Linked DNA regions of Pan troglodytes: regions 1 and 3 are each linked to region 2. Evidence: chromatin contacts called from public HiChIP or PLAC-seq data. All regions are on one chromosome and are shown on one strand. Each heading gives the region's core, a stretch centred on a gene start, on an enhancer-like site or on the middle of the called end of the contact. The rest is flanking DNA. Distances are from core to core; before and after follow the strand shown.

Region 1 (4,605 bases), core at 792-3,291, 320 kb after region 2:
CAGAGGCCTGACACTGAGCACACGTGTGTCGACCCCCCTCTGATCATCCTTCTGATGACCTCACTCAGGAGGCCAGGGTGGGCTGAGAGCCTGGGGATTCCTGGACACAGGCTCTGAGCTGGGGATTTGCCTGCAGAGGCAGACTGGGGCATGCTCCCCACTGAAGGTGACTCCTGGGTGCGGGGGGTTTCAGCTCTGAGCCAGCTGTGGTTGGTGCTCCTGGCAGCTGGCGATGAGTGTCTGGGTCTTGGAGCGGGTCTAGGTGGGGTCTGACAGAGTCCGCTGCAGGAGGAGACCTGCTGACACCAGATGCCCAGCTGTGGCATGCTTTGGAGGCAAGCCCAGTCCCCAGCTTTCCAGAGAGGACACCACTTCTGGCCCTGCCAGCCTAGTCTGGGCATCCAGGCCCGATAGGGCTTGCTTATCCCCGGCAGGGTCAATAATGCTAAGCATGGAGACTGTCCTGTCTCTGGCTGTGAGCCTGGCATGGGAGGGGTGGCACGTGCAGGCTACAGGAGCACTGAGTGTTGGCACCGGGGCAGGCTCCCTCTCACCCGGTGTCCGTGATGCACTGGCAGTCATCCCCTGGTGGAGTTACCCTCCACTCCCTCCAAAGCTTCCATTGTCTCCTTCTACATGAGAATTGTGTTGATATTGCCTGTGTTCAGAGAGCACCCACTATGTGCAGGCACCGCCCTATCCCGTGGCATGGACAAGGATATGGGCAGGGGAATCTTGCCCAGGCTCTGGGATCTACCGGTAAGTGTACCAGCACCTTTAGTTCAAATTAGCTCCTTGTGTAGCCAAGGAGCAGGCCATTGTCTGCGTTGGGCCCTCAGTGCAACAGCTCAGTTTGGAGAGGGCTGGTGCCACCCAGACCCAGAGGATGGCACTGAAGCAGCAGCACCTTGTGACCAGCACAGGGCCTGAAGACACATTTGTCCGAGGCCTGGGGGGGCACCCTGTAGAGGGGTCCTTAGGGACCCATGGGACGAAGGGATCCCTGCACCCTCTATCCAGAGGAAGCCTTGGCCACCCACCACTCAGAGCTCCTGGACAGCCCTGCCCGTACTCTGCTGTTGGCACCCCTGTCCCCGACCCTGGGAGGGTCAGCCCACCCAGTGTCAGGAGAGAAACGCTGGGAAACTCTCACCAGCAGCCCCAGCGGAAAGCAGAGTGCCATTTTGAGTCCAGCCCAGATTGTGCAGGGATATGAGCCCACCCCGGGGTGGCCGCTGAGCTCTGAGACAGTGAGAAGAGCCCAGAGTGGACACCAGACACTGCGCTGCCTCTGCTGAGTGGCTTCAGGTGGGGCCGGTGCAGCCTGGCCTGAGTGCCTGCTGGTGGAGCAGGGCTTCTGGGGGTAGGGGCACAGGGCAGGGGGAGGGGTAATGACTGCGGTCCTGAACTGAGTGTGTGCATCAGTGTGTACACGTGTGTGTGTGCACGCGTATGTACCCATGAAAGATGTGCATGAGTAGGTGGGTGCATGTGAGCACGTGCATGTGTAGGCGAATGAACGCATGAAGTGGAAGGATGTGGGGACGCCTGTGTATGATTGTGAGTGATCGGTGCCCATGAATGTGTGTGAGGGAATGTGAGTGCTTAGTGGGATTGGGTGAGTGTGGGATACAGGACTTGTCAGTGTGGGCCTCTGGAGGAGGTCGGGTTTAGGGGAGCCAGGGATACACACCCATCCTCCACCCTTTACCCTGTGCCTGCTCTCCCTCCTCACTACCCCTCTTCTCAGCACAAATCAGGGCAGGACAGGTCAAGCCTCAATGTGGAGCCAGGGAGAGGCGGAGCCGCCCAGCGCTGATACTGCCATCCGCTCCCACCAGGTCCTCCGTCGGGCCGAGGCGCTGGAGACCCCAGCCCCAGGTGTCCCCGCGGGCGGACACTGGAGAGCAGGGAGCCCAGCGGCCTTCCGGGAGGAGGTGACTTGGGCCGGGCAGGCGGGCGGCGCGCATTCCTGAGCTCTGAGTCAGCGCGACCGCCCCGCTCCGGCCGGGCCCGCCCCCGGCGCGCACGCCCCTCGCTCCTTGGCATTCCCGGGCGGGCCGGACCGGCGGGCGGGCGGGGACTCGGCGCGGGCGCCCTCCCGGCCAGCGGCGGCAGCCCCTCCTCCCCGGCGCCCTCAGGACCCCCCAGAGACCCCCGGCGGCGGCAGTGAGTGAGCGCGGCCGGGAGCGCAGGGCTCCGGGGGCGGGCGGGTTCCGGGGCTGCGTCCCCGGAGCGCGGGGCGAGTCCTCAGCACCCCGTGGCCGGAGCTGCTCAGAGCGGCCGGGGCCGTGTCGGGGCCGGGGCCGGGGCTGGGGCCGGGGCTGGGGAGGGATCGCGGCGAGGCCCCGCTGGGGCGGCCGGGCTTTTCTTCCTGGAGTTTCCCGAGTCGCCCGCGGAGGCGGCCCAGCCCCGGATTCCTAGCCCGGCGCGCCGCAAAAATAGCCCGTGGCCGGATTAGCAGTCCCAGCGGCCTGGCCGGGCCGGACAGCTCGGCTCCAGCCCCCGCCCAGCAGCTGAGGGTCCCAGGAGCGGGAGTCTAGAGTCCGGGGGTGCCCCAGGTCCCTCTAAACTCCCCCCACTGCATTTTCCTTCCCGGCCACGACCGGTGGGTGGTGTCTCCGAGTTGAAACTCCAGCTCTGGGCGGGATGGTCCCTGTCCCAGCTGCCCTCACCGATGGGAATAGCAGGAGCCGTGGAGCTGGGGGTGGGGGACTGACTCCGCCTTCTGCCCCACGACACTGACTCCCCCATCTGTAAACATCGAAGCTCCAGGGTGGGCTGGGAGCGACTCCCGAAGACAGACTCTCACTCTGTGCGCAGAGGCCAACGGGGACAGGCCTTCTCCCAGCTGGGGTGACAGCCAGACCCCAGATGCTCAGGGCATTGGCAGAGGGCCTGGTTGTCTGTCATGCTGGGGGCATGTTTGTGGGGCTGGGTGGGGAATGGGCAGGGGATCTTCCCTGGCCCCCCAAGGCCTGCTTCCAACCCAGGCGGTCCTGACCAGAGTTTCTTCTGTGTGTGCCGCTTGAGATGGTGAATGTGTGTGTCTGTCCCGGTGGGTGGGGCCTAGGTCTGGAGGCCCTTCTATCCTGGGAACTCCCACCCGCCAACGGGACTTCCAGTTGGAGACCGGGAGAAGATTCAAGGATGAAACTGGCTCTTCAGGTTTGACCCAGCTAGATGCCTGGCCAGTCCCAGGCTGGGTTCTCCCCACCCCTGTGGAGCTAACCCCAACCTCCTAGCCCCCACCCCAAGGGTGGGCAGAAGCTGGGGACCAAGCAGCTGGCTGGGGCTCAAGGGGTCCCTGAGGCGGAGCCCCCTGCCACCAGGGGTCATTCTGGGCAAGCCGGGCCCCTTTTCCTGAGAATGGGGCAGGGGCAAATGGAGTGCGTGGGAGTCTGGTGGTGCCAGATTGAAGGGGCCTCAGACCCTTTCCCAGCCCTTCCAAGTAGCTTTCACTGGCTGGGTGGCCTCCGTTGCACAAGCAGGCCCCTCAACCAGCACCCCTCATGAGCTGGCCGGTCCCCACCTTGGGGAGCTGACTTTCTAGGGGGCGCTCTTGGTTTAGGGGGAGTTGCCCAGGTCTTCCCTGCCTTTCAGGGACCATCAGGCCCTCCCCTAGGATCTTCCCAGCTACAGTCCCTGCCCAGGGCACCCCCAGTTGCTCTTGGCTGTGAGGGCCTCCGCCACACCGGCTCCAGTTCCCCCACCACACCGGCTCCAGTTCCCCCACCTCAGTGTCTGTGCCAGGATCACATTTTGCCCAATGATTGGATTCCTTGGCTTCTGCCTTTTTTTCTGAGTTGGACGATTTTGGGGGTGGGTCCTTCCTTCTTCAACTGAGATGCCCCTGATGGAGCAGGTGGCAAGCGGTCTTAGAAGGGTCTGACAGCCGTCCACAGCCACAAGGCTCAAGAACCCAGGTGCTCTGCCTTGTCTTCTGGGGGTCTGCAGACAGGGTCCCTTCTACCGCAGCTCCTGGGCAGACCTGGCCCAAGGCTTTGAGCTCCCTTATAGGCTCTGGGACCTTAGGCAGTGATGGGCTTCTCTGAGCCTCAGTTTCCTTATCTGTAAGATGGATACAGAGGACCCCTCCCAGGGGTTAGACAGACCAGTGTGATCAGTCAGGATCTGGTTTGAGGAAGCTGAGCCAGGCTGCTGAGGACCGAAGCCATTTCTGCTCTGACTTGGTTTCCCTCCTGTGGCCTCTCCAGTCCTATCCTGCTTCTGGTGGGTCCTGGGAGGGGCTTGCAGGGTTGCTGAGCCCAAGGGTGCCTGGGCACCTGGGTGCATGTGTGTAGGGCCAGTCAGGGACACCTCTGGAGGGCTCTGACTGGTGACTGGGCTGCCCATCTGTCCTCTGGCCAGACGTGTGCACGGGATGTGGGCCTCTCCCACCTCCAGCCTGGGGAGGGTGTTTTCACATAACTCCTGAGACCCAGCTAGACTCCAGACTGGGGACTAGCAGTGACCAGCTTACCAGGCAGTTTACACCCAGAATCTAGTGTAGCTAAGTCCTTGCTGCCATCCCCTTTCTGACTGTGTGGCCTGGACAGGTGCCCTGAGCTGCACTTGGTGTCCCCTGATTCCTGGTTGTGTCTG
Region 2 (4,174 bases), core at 733-3,232:
CCAGGTGCTCGGAGAAGAGAGCCTGGCCCCTTGCTCTAGCCACGTTCCTGGTCCTGCTCCAATCAGTGAATGCCCATATCTGCTGGGGGTTGCCATGGCACCCACAGAGGCCCAGCATGGCTGTGTCCCTGAGGCCTGGGCCTGAGGACCAGTGGCCTTGTGCCCTTGAGCCCCCTCGAAGCAGCCCACCCTTGTCGTTCTGCTGCCCAGACCTGGGCAGGCCCCCAGTAACCACTGTATCTGGGCCCTGGGAGCTGCAGCCGCGGCCCCACCTGCACTGATACCTGCGTGGCTGTTTTCTCCAGGCTTACCGCTGCGGGCACCGGCGCCAGTGCTACCCCACCTCGTGGCAGCGCTGGGCCTTCTACCTCCTGCCCGGCGTCTCCATGGCCTCTGTGGGCATCGCCATCTACACCTCCATGATGACTAGCGACAACTACTACTACACCCACAGCATCTGGCACATCCTGCTGGCCGGGAGCGCAGCCTTGCTGCTGCCGCCACCTGACCAGCCCGCCGAGCCCTGGGCCTGCTCGCAGAAATTCCCCTGCCACTATCAGATCTGCAAGAATGATCGGGAGGAACTGTACGCAGTGACGTGACACTGGCCTGGGGACAGCTGCTGCTCTGATGACCTCTTCAGCCAGGAGCTGTATCGCGGGGGAGGCGCCTGGTCCAGCCCCGGACAGATTGATTTCCAGCTGAATAAATTGGCCTAGACACCCTCTTACTTCCTCCTACTGAGGAGAGGGCCACCCCTCCCTCACACGCACCTCTCCTCGCCAGCTGCCTGCTCGCCGCTGAGATCCCTCTGCAGATCCCAGCTGCTGTCTGCAGTGGCCCCTGGGGCCTGGGCTTGGTTACTTGGAGACCACAGGTGCCTGTGCGAGGGTGGGGCTGTGTGCTCTGCTGGCCTGTGGGTGGCTAGAGATGGGGAGAAGGACTCTCTATGGTCCTGTTCCCTGGCGAGGCTGTGGTGAGACCCATGGCGCCCAGGAGCCCTGAGCCCACCACTGGGGCCGGGAGCTGTGGACTCCGAGACCCCTGCTCCTGGCCCCTGTGTGGCCCTGATGCCAGCCTGCCTGGGGCATGGAGGATCCCCCTCTGCTGCTGTGGTCACCATAGGGACGGGAGACGGAGGTTTCCTCCAGAGCTGATGGGCACTGGGGATGCAGGCTCCCGCCCCGCCCCTCCCTTTTTCCTGGCTCTGGAGCCTTGGGTCCCTGAGAAGAGCTTCCTTGGACTGGGGTGCTCTGCTGCTCTGGGGGTTTGGTCCAGAAGGAACCCCTACCCAGCCCTGTCCACCCACCCCAGCGTTCCTGGGCCCCCCTCTGGGAGCTTCCTCTTGGTCCCAGGAGCTGCGGTGGTGTCTGCCCCCTGCACTGGGCTCTGTGCCCTGTGGGTGTTCAGGAGACTGGACTGTCTCTGCTCCTCATGCAAACCTTGTGGGGGAAGCAATGACCAGGAGCAGCACCTGGCCCCTCCCTGAGGCCTGTGAGTGTCTCGGATCCGCCCTGGAGAAGTGAATGGCTGAGACCCGGGTGGGGCCCTCCTACCCTTGGCTCTGGGGGCTTCCCTTCTGGGTCTTGTCCGGGATATGGCCTTCCTGAAGGTCTTACCTCCCCCAGCCGCCCTGCACTTGACCACCAAAGCAATCTCTAAGCTTATAAAGGAGAAACATGTATATATGGGGTTTTTTGGAGTAAAGGAAAATTCTAAGATATTAAGACATTTTTATGTAGATCTGATTTATCTGTGTTTGGTGAATTTAATATTCTACAGTGATTTTTCAAACTAAACGAGTTTTTACAGTTTTTCTGTGCTCCTTCCCGGGTAGGGTAAGTGGGGCCCGGGAGAACAAGCACCGCCCCGCCCGTGCCGCCCTTCGCGGAAACGCCGGGGCCGCACATAGCCAACGGTGCCTTGAGCTGCTGCTGCTGTCTGTGGGGTGTTTTTAACGGTCCCTAAAGACGGAAGCGGGGCGGGACGAGGGGGTAGACGGATGGCTTTTACAGCCAGTCAGCGGTGGGAGGAGGGCCAGGCGCGGCAGATCGGCTTCCGGTTCCGGTGGGCTCTGAACCCTGAAAGGTGGGCGCGGGCAGGTGGGGTGTGGGGGGGCGCCGGGGCAGAAGGGGAGGGGCAGGTGGGTGCGGGACACAGGCCGGAGTGAGAACCAGGGGCCGGGGTAGGGGGTAGGAGGTGAGAGCCCGGGGGCCGGGGTAGGGGGTGAGAGCCAGGGTAGGGGGTAGGAGGTGAGAGCCGGGGGCAGGGGTAGCGGGTGAGAGCCGGGGGCCGGGGTAGTGGGTGAGAGCCGGGGGCCGGGGTAGGGGGTGAGAGCCGGGGTAGGGGGTAGGAGGTGAGAGCCGGGGGCCGGGATAGTGGGTGAGAGCCGGGGGCCGGGGTAGGGGGTGAGAGCCGGGGTAGGGGGTAGGAGGTGAGAGCCGGGGGCCGGGGTAGCGGGTGAGAGCCGGGGTAGGGGGTAGGAGGTGAGAGCCGGGGGCAGGGGTAGCGGGTGAGAGCCGGGGTAGGAGGTGAGAGCCGGGGGCCGGGGTAGTGGGTGAGAGCCGGGGGCCGGGGTAGTGGGTGAGAGCCGGGGTGGGGGTAGGAGGTGAGAGCCAGGGGCAGGGGTAGCGGGTGAGAGCCGGGGGCCGGGGTAGTGGGTGAGAGCCAGGGTAGGGGGTAGGAGGTGAGAGCCGGGGGCCGGGGTAGTGGGTGAGAGCCGGGGGCCGGGGTAGGGGGTGAGAGCCGGGGGCCGGGCCAGGCTGCGACTGACTGCGAGCCCCCACCTCCCGCCAGGCTCGCGATGCCTCTACACAAGTATCCCGTGTGGCTCTGGAAGCGGCTGCAGCTGCGGGAGGGCATCTGTTCCCGCCTGCCCGGCCACTACCTGCGCTCCCTGGAGGAGGAGCGGACGCCCGCTCCCGTGCACTATAGGCCTCATGGGGCCAAGTTCAAGATCAACCCCAAGAACGGGCAGCGGGAGCGTGTGGAGGACGTGCCCATTCCCATCTACTTTCCCCCCGAATCCCAGCGGGGGTTGTGGGGCGGCGAGGGCTGGATCCTGGGCCAAATATACGCCAACAACGACAAGGTGGGTCGGCAGGCGGGCTTCGGGGCTCCTCTCAGGGCTTGGCTGTGCCGGCTCTGTGCCAGACGCCCGGGGTACCTGGAGAGACCTGGGTGGGCCCTGGGGATTACAGCCTGGAGGAGACACAGCTCCGGCAAAGGAGCACGCTGAGTGAAGAACCGCAGTTCTGGCAAACAGGACTGATAAAGTAGGGGTGAGGTGGGGTGACTCAGGCCGGGGGAGCAACCAGAGGCCGTGGGGAGTCGGGGTAAAGTTAGGATGGGGAGGAGGCCTGTGTGATGAGCAGAGCAGGTGGGGGAGGCGAGCAGAACTTCGAGGCTGCTTGTGGTGGACTTCCTGGCGGGACTGCTGAAGCCTCTGGGGAGACTTGTGTCACCTCCAGGTTGGAATGTGACAACCTGTAAACTGTGGGGTCGCACATGTTTCTGAAACACATGCAGCAACCATGTGACCAGGGCGGGAACGCCCAGCTTGTTGGGGAGCAGCTGACTTCTGGGTACACAGCCAGGACCCGGGTCGGGCTGGGGCGGCACCGGGCTGGGGGCCGGCCCAGTTAGCTCTAGGTCCCCAGTCTGACAGCAGTGGTTCTGTGATGGAGCCTCCGGGGGGGAGGTGAGGGCAGTTGCCCTGGGCCCCCCTTGGTCTGTAAGAGAAAGCAGCAGTACTCATGGAGGCTCTGTTGCACCCTCAGCTCTCCAAGAGGCTGAAGAAAGTGTGGAAGCCACAGCTGTTTGAGCGAGAGCTCTACAGTGAGATCCTGGACAAGAAGTTCACAGTGACTGTGACCATGCGGACCCTGGATCTCATCGATGAGGCTTACGGGCTCGACTTTTACATCCTCAAGGCAAGCGGGGTGGGGCGAGTCCGTGCACAGCGGGGTCTGCGATGGGCCAGTCAGACTCACGGGAGCCCCAGGTCAGCATCACACCGGGGCGCGCTGACATCTGCACAGGAGGGTCACTGGGAAAGCGTGAGTGGGGCCATGCCCCTTTCTGGCTGGCACCAGTGGGGTTTCCTGCCTTCAGGAGAGGCTGTCGCTCTGTGGGTGGCTGACTTGCCCGTGGGGCCTGACCGAGCACAGCCGCC
Region 3 (4,470 bases), core at 1,497-3,996, 340 kb after region 2:
TCTCCTGCAGAGGTCAGATGGTACGTCCTCCACACGTAGGACCTGCAAGAGGGGAACGCAGGTAAACCACATGCCCTGAGCAGGGTGAGCTGAGTGGCTCTGCATGACGTGGGCTTGAGGCATGCAGCCCTATGGGACCTGGGGCAGCTGTCCTCCCTACCTGGGCTGTTCTGTACAATGTGCAAATTGGGTCTGAGGCAGCTACAAGGAGGCTCTGTTCTCAGAGGGCTGTCTGGGGCGGCTTGGCCAAACAAACCTTGCTAATGCAACAGGCGACAGTGTTGAGACTCAGTGAACAGGACAGTTGATCCAATAGGAGAGTGAGGGCTGACAGCACCCAGGTGACAAGGGGATGGGAGCCCCTACAGGTGTACCATCCATAACTAGGGAGGCCACTTCCAGACACACTGGAAATTCCCGACAGTGTCCCCAAGTGAAGATACCCAGCAGCTCGGATGGGGTGATGCCGATGGAAGAGCAGAATGTTGGGGATGGCCGAGGCAGGAGTCCCAGGCACAGAACGACCCGCACTGTCTGTGACAGGGAGCTCATCACTCTTGTGACAGGGAGCTCATCACTTCAGTGGTGCTGTACTCATGCAGAGCTGAGAGCTGTTTCCAGGTGGTGCCTGGTGACAGTGCCAAGAAGGGCACTAGCCCCAGGAAGGGCTATAATGAAGGGAATGTTGTTCCACTTACCAGCTGATGTGCTGAATGCCCCCTTCACGCTCCTGCTTGAGCTGCACGTATCTCTGGATGGCCTTCTTCAGGTCCAGGACTGTGGCACTCTGCACTACAACCACGGCTGCAACCACGGACACAGATGGGAGAAGATCCATGGTGAGAACCCAAAGCCACAGCCTCCGATGGCAGGAAAGGAACCAACACCTCTGTGCACAGGGCAGGTTTGTGGTTGTCCCAGTACCCCTGGGCATGGCCTGTGAGTTTCTGAGCAGGCTGACCAGCACTGTTACATCTTCCTGCTGTGAAAGCCTGGACCACATAACCTGAAGGGAGGAGGGCAGCACTTACGCATTACTTCTCCATCCATCTTGCACACTCGGACCGTCATTGCCTGGCCGTATTCTAGGGCTATTTGGGAGTTGACTTCTTCCAAAGTAACCTACAAAAGAGCAAGGGCAGAAGTGGGAAACCTGGCTCTCCTTACCACCTTGAGCAACAACAAAGAACAAGCCGATAGTGGCCAAAAAGTGGTGCTCCATTTTACGAAGGGCAAGGAAGGGTGGTTGCCTGTATGTTACGGTTTCCCAATTCATCAGAGCCCCAATCTCATGCTCCACTCACATTTTAATGTCCATAGTGGACAGAGTCTCTGGGGGAAAGAGGTGCTAAGAAACAGGCAAGAGAATAAACTCACATGAGGACCTGCCCCCAGGGGTGGGTAGGGGCCTGTCAGTTCACCCTGAGTATATCCCTGATCATCAGGACCCAGGCCAGGGCTCGGGACTGAGTAAGGCAGGTGTGCAAAATTTACCGGGGCAGCAAAAAACGGTAATAACAATAAATATTTTAATACAACATTTAAGAAATACAAGGCAATTAAAATATCCATGATGAGCAAAATATAAAACATTTAAAATTGGCCGGGCGTGGTGGCTCACGCCTGTAATCCCAGCACTTTGGGAGGCCGAGGCAGGCGGATCATGAGGTCAGGAGATCAAGACCATCCTGGCCCAACATGGTGAAACCCCGTCTCTACTAAAATACAAAAAATTAGCCGGGCGTTGTGGCGCGTGCCTGTAGTGAACCCGGGAGGGGGAGGTTGCAGTGAGTCGAGATCGCACCACTACACTCCAGCCTGGAAACAGATCAAGACTCAGTCTCAAATAAATAAATAAAAAGACAGTATCGTCCCAAAGCATGATACTGACGCTTTGACACATGATTGACGCTTGAGGCAAATGGAACAATCAGTACTACTAATCTTGCTCTTATTTAAAACTAAGCTTTTTCGTTTACTGTAGGCTCTTTTTTTGCATCAACTTTGACTTTTAAAGGTATTACAGGCCGGGGGGTGGCTCACACCTATAATCCCAGCATTTTGGGAGGCCGAGGCAGGAGGATCGCCTGAGCCCAGGAGTTTCAGATCAGCCTGGGCAACATAGTGAGACTCCCTCTGTACAAAAAATTTAAAAATTAGCCGGGTGTGGTAGCGCGCACCTGGGGTCCCAATTACTCGGGAGGCTGAGGTAGGAGGACAAAACTGCACTCCAGCCTGGGCAACACAGCAAGACCCTGTCCCCCGAGCCCCCTAAATACAATTACATTAAAATGTCATTTAATGTCACTCACTAATGAGGTTTTTGGTTCCTCTTTAAGCTTCGCGCCCCAGGCGAGTGCGCCCGGCCAAGGTTAAAACCCTCGTTTACGCCCTGAGGCGCCTTCCCCAGCCTTGGGCCGCAGCCTCCCACCAGCACCTTCGGAGGCTGCCGGCGCCCGGATGCCCGGCCCCCCGGGGAACGACTCCCGCGCCCCCAGCCCCCGCCCGCACGCACCTGGATCGGCAGATCGCAGAGCAGCGGGTCCTGCACCACCATAGCCAGACCCTCCTGGAACACGTCCATGGCCTCGGAGTGCGGCAGCGCCTCTTCTTCGTCCTCATCTTCCTCTTGCGCCTCGGGCCCACCCGCGGCCTCCGTCTCCTCCAGGGCCGCACCTCTCAGCCGGGCTCTGCCCGCACTGCCAGCCCGCACTAGGGAGGCCAAGCGCGCACGCGCAGGAACTGCGGCCCGCCCCAGCGAGGCCGCCCAGCCATTGGCGCGCCGGGGGGTGGGGCGGCTGCAGTGACCAATGACAAGTGCGAGACAGCCGGCAGCAGTGCTGGGAGCGCGGAATCGCCCTGTCTATTGGTTGGTAGGTGTGGCGGGAAGGCTGCCAGGACCAATGTGAGCTCGAGGCGGGCGGCGCATCGGCGCTGAGCGGCAGTGGGAGCTGCCGGGAGTTGGAGCCTGCGGAGTTCGAGACCATGCTGCTGTTCTGCCCCGGCTGCGGGAACGGGCTGATCGTGGAGGAGGGACAACGCTGCCACCGCTTCGCCTGCAACACGTGTCCCTACGTGCACAACATCACCCGCAAGGTGGGACCCGAAGGCCGGCGCTGGGCCGCGGGCGACTCTCGCAGGCCTTCCGCTTCCTCCGACTGCTGCTCCATCGCCGCCAGCCCCGGCGTCTGCCTCTGTCCGCTCTTTCTCGCGCCCCTTTCTGGTCTGCAGCAGATCTGTGGGCTCTACTTTCCAATACACTCAGAAAGCCCCACCGTTTCCCACCTCCTTGGGTTCCTGCTCCCACGCTTGCGCCCTTCTCTGCGTTCACAGCGGCGGCCACGGTGATTTCCTTAAAGCTGAGGCACACAGGTCCGTGCTGTGCGCAGAAACCTTCGGCTCTTCTCCAGCTCACGCAGACGAGAAGCCGGAGTTCTCCCAGGGCCTACCAGGTTCCGACACTGACCCCCTCCCCTGCGTGCGTCTCCGATTTCAAGTCCTAATGCGCTTCCTGTCGCCCTTTGCCGCATCAACACCGCCTCCTGGACGATCTCTCATCGTGCACATGGTGCTAGCAGGGCCTTTGCACTTGGTGTTGCTCAGTTCGCTCTTGCCCTCGATCGCCACCTTACTCATTGGTCTTGTCTTTACCGTATTTTAAATTTCAGCCCCTCCTTCCAATTTATCCTCCTTCCCTTTGTAATTGTTTCCATAGGGCTTATTACCTCCTAATATATTATGTAATGTATTGTGTGCTTTCTTTATTTTATTTATTTTATTTATTTATTTAATTTTTTTTTTGAGACGGAGTCCCGCTCTGTCGCCCAGGCTGGAGTGCAGTGGCGCGATCTCGGCTCACTGCAAGCTCTGCCTCCCGGGTTCACGCCATTCTCCTGCCTCAGCCTCCCAATTAGCTGGGCCTACAGGCGCCCGCCACCACGCCCGGCTGATTTTTTTGTATTTTTAGTAGAGACGGGGTTTCACCGTGTCTTAGCCAGGACGGTCTCCTGACCTCGTGATCCGCCTGCCTCGGCCTCCCAAAGTGCTGGGATTACAGGCGTGAGCCACCGCGCCCGGCCTTTTTTTTTTTTTTTTTTTTTTTTTTTTTTTGGAGACAGAGTCTCGCTCTGTTTCCCAGGCTGGAGGGCAATGGCGTAATCTCGGCTCACTGCAACCTCTGCCTCCCGGGTTCAAGCAATTCTTCTGCCTCGGCTTCCCGAGTAGCTGGGATTACAGGCGCCTGCCACCATCCCCGGCTAATTTTTGTATTTTTAGTAAAGACGGGGTTTCACCGCGCTGGCCAGGCTGGTCTCGAACTCCCGACCTCAGGTGATCCGCTTGCCTTGGCCTCCCAAAGTGCTGGGATTACAGGCGTGAGCCACCACGCCTGGCCAGAATACCTTTACTTTTTAGCAGTTAGAATATGTTGGTGCTACGTCAGTCTTAATGTTTGCATGCTACTCCAGTTTG

Evidence for each region. HiChIP or PLAC-seq counts read pairs in DNA pulled down with a chosen protein or histone mark.
Region 1: an H3K4me3 HiChIP or PLAC-seq map of stem cell-derived excitatory neurons shows a contact between it and region 2, with 9 times the contacts expected there. The contact joins the promoter of RHBDF1 here to the promoter of MRPL28 in region 2. A contact is called at or near these places in 2 of 7 Hi-C or Micro-C datasets (induced pluripotent stem cells and stem cell-derived neural progenitor cells) and 1 of 1 datasets of contacts at active chromatin or transcription factors (stem cell-derived excitatory neurons).
Region 3: a contact with region 2 is called in an H3K4me3 HiChIP or PLAC-seq map of stem cell-derived excitatory neurons, with 2.3 times the contacts expected there. The contact joins the promoter of SNRNP25 here to the promoter of MRPL28 in region 2. A contact is called at or near these places in 1 of 7 Hi-C or Micro-C datasets (induced pluripotent stem cells) and 1 of 1 datasets of contacts at active chromatin or transcription factors (stem cell-derived excitatory neurons).

Annotation. Positions count from the first base shown.
Region 1 is chr18:2,390,888-2,395,492 of NHGRI_mPanTro3-v2.0_pri, reverse strand. RHBDF1 (rhomboid 5 homolog 1) reads left to right here and starts at 2,041. Exons shown (of 18, transcript XM_054668081.2): 1 at 2,041-2,169.
Region 2 is chr18:2,715,959-2,720,132 of NHGRI_mPanTro3-v2.0_pri, reverse strand. It overlaps MRPL28 (mitochondrial ribosomal protein L28), which reads left to right and starts at 1,982. Exons shown (of 6, transcript XM_016929003.3): 1 at 1,982-2,088; 2 at 2,797-3,091; 3 at 3,780-3,932. The coding sequence starts at 2,003. PGAP6 (post-GPI attachment to proteins 6) reads left to right here. Exons shown (of 15, transcript XM_063796371.1): 15 at 306-1,727. The coding sequence ends at 602.
Region 3 is chr18:2,372,949-2,377,418 of NHGRI_mPanTro3-v2.0_pri, reverse strand. SNRNP25 (small nuclear ribonucleoprotein U11/U12 subunit 25) reads right to left here and starts at 2,746. Exons shown (of 5, transcript XM_054668089.2): 1 at 2,516-2,746; 2 at 1,032-1,122; 3 at 699-804; 4 at 1-42. The coding sequence starts at 2,584. It overlaps POLR3K (RNA polymerase III subunit K), which reads left to right and starts at 2,886. Exons shown (of 3, transcript XM_054668090.2): 1 at 2,886-3,096. The coding sequence starts at 2,986.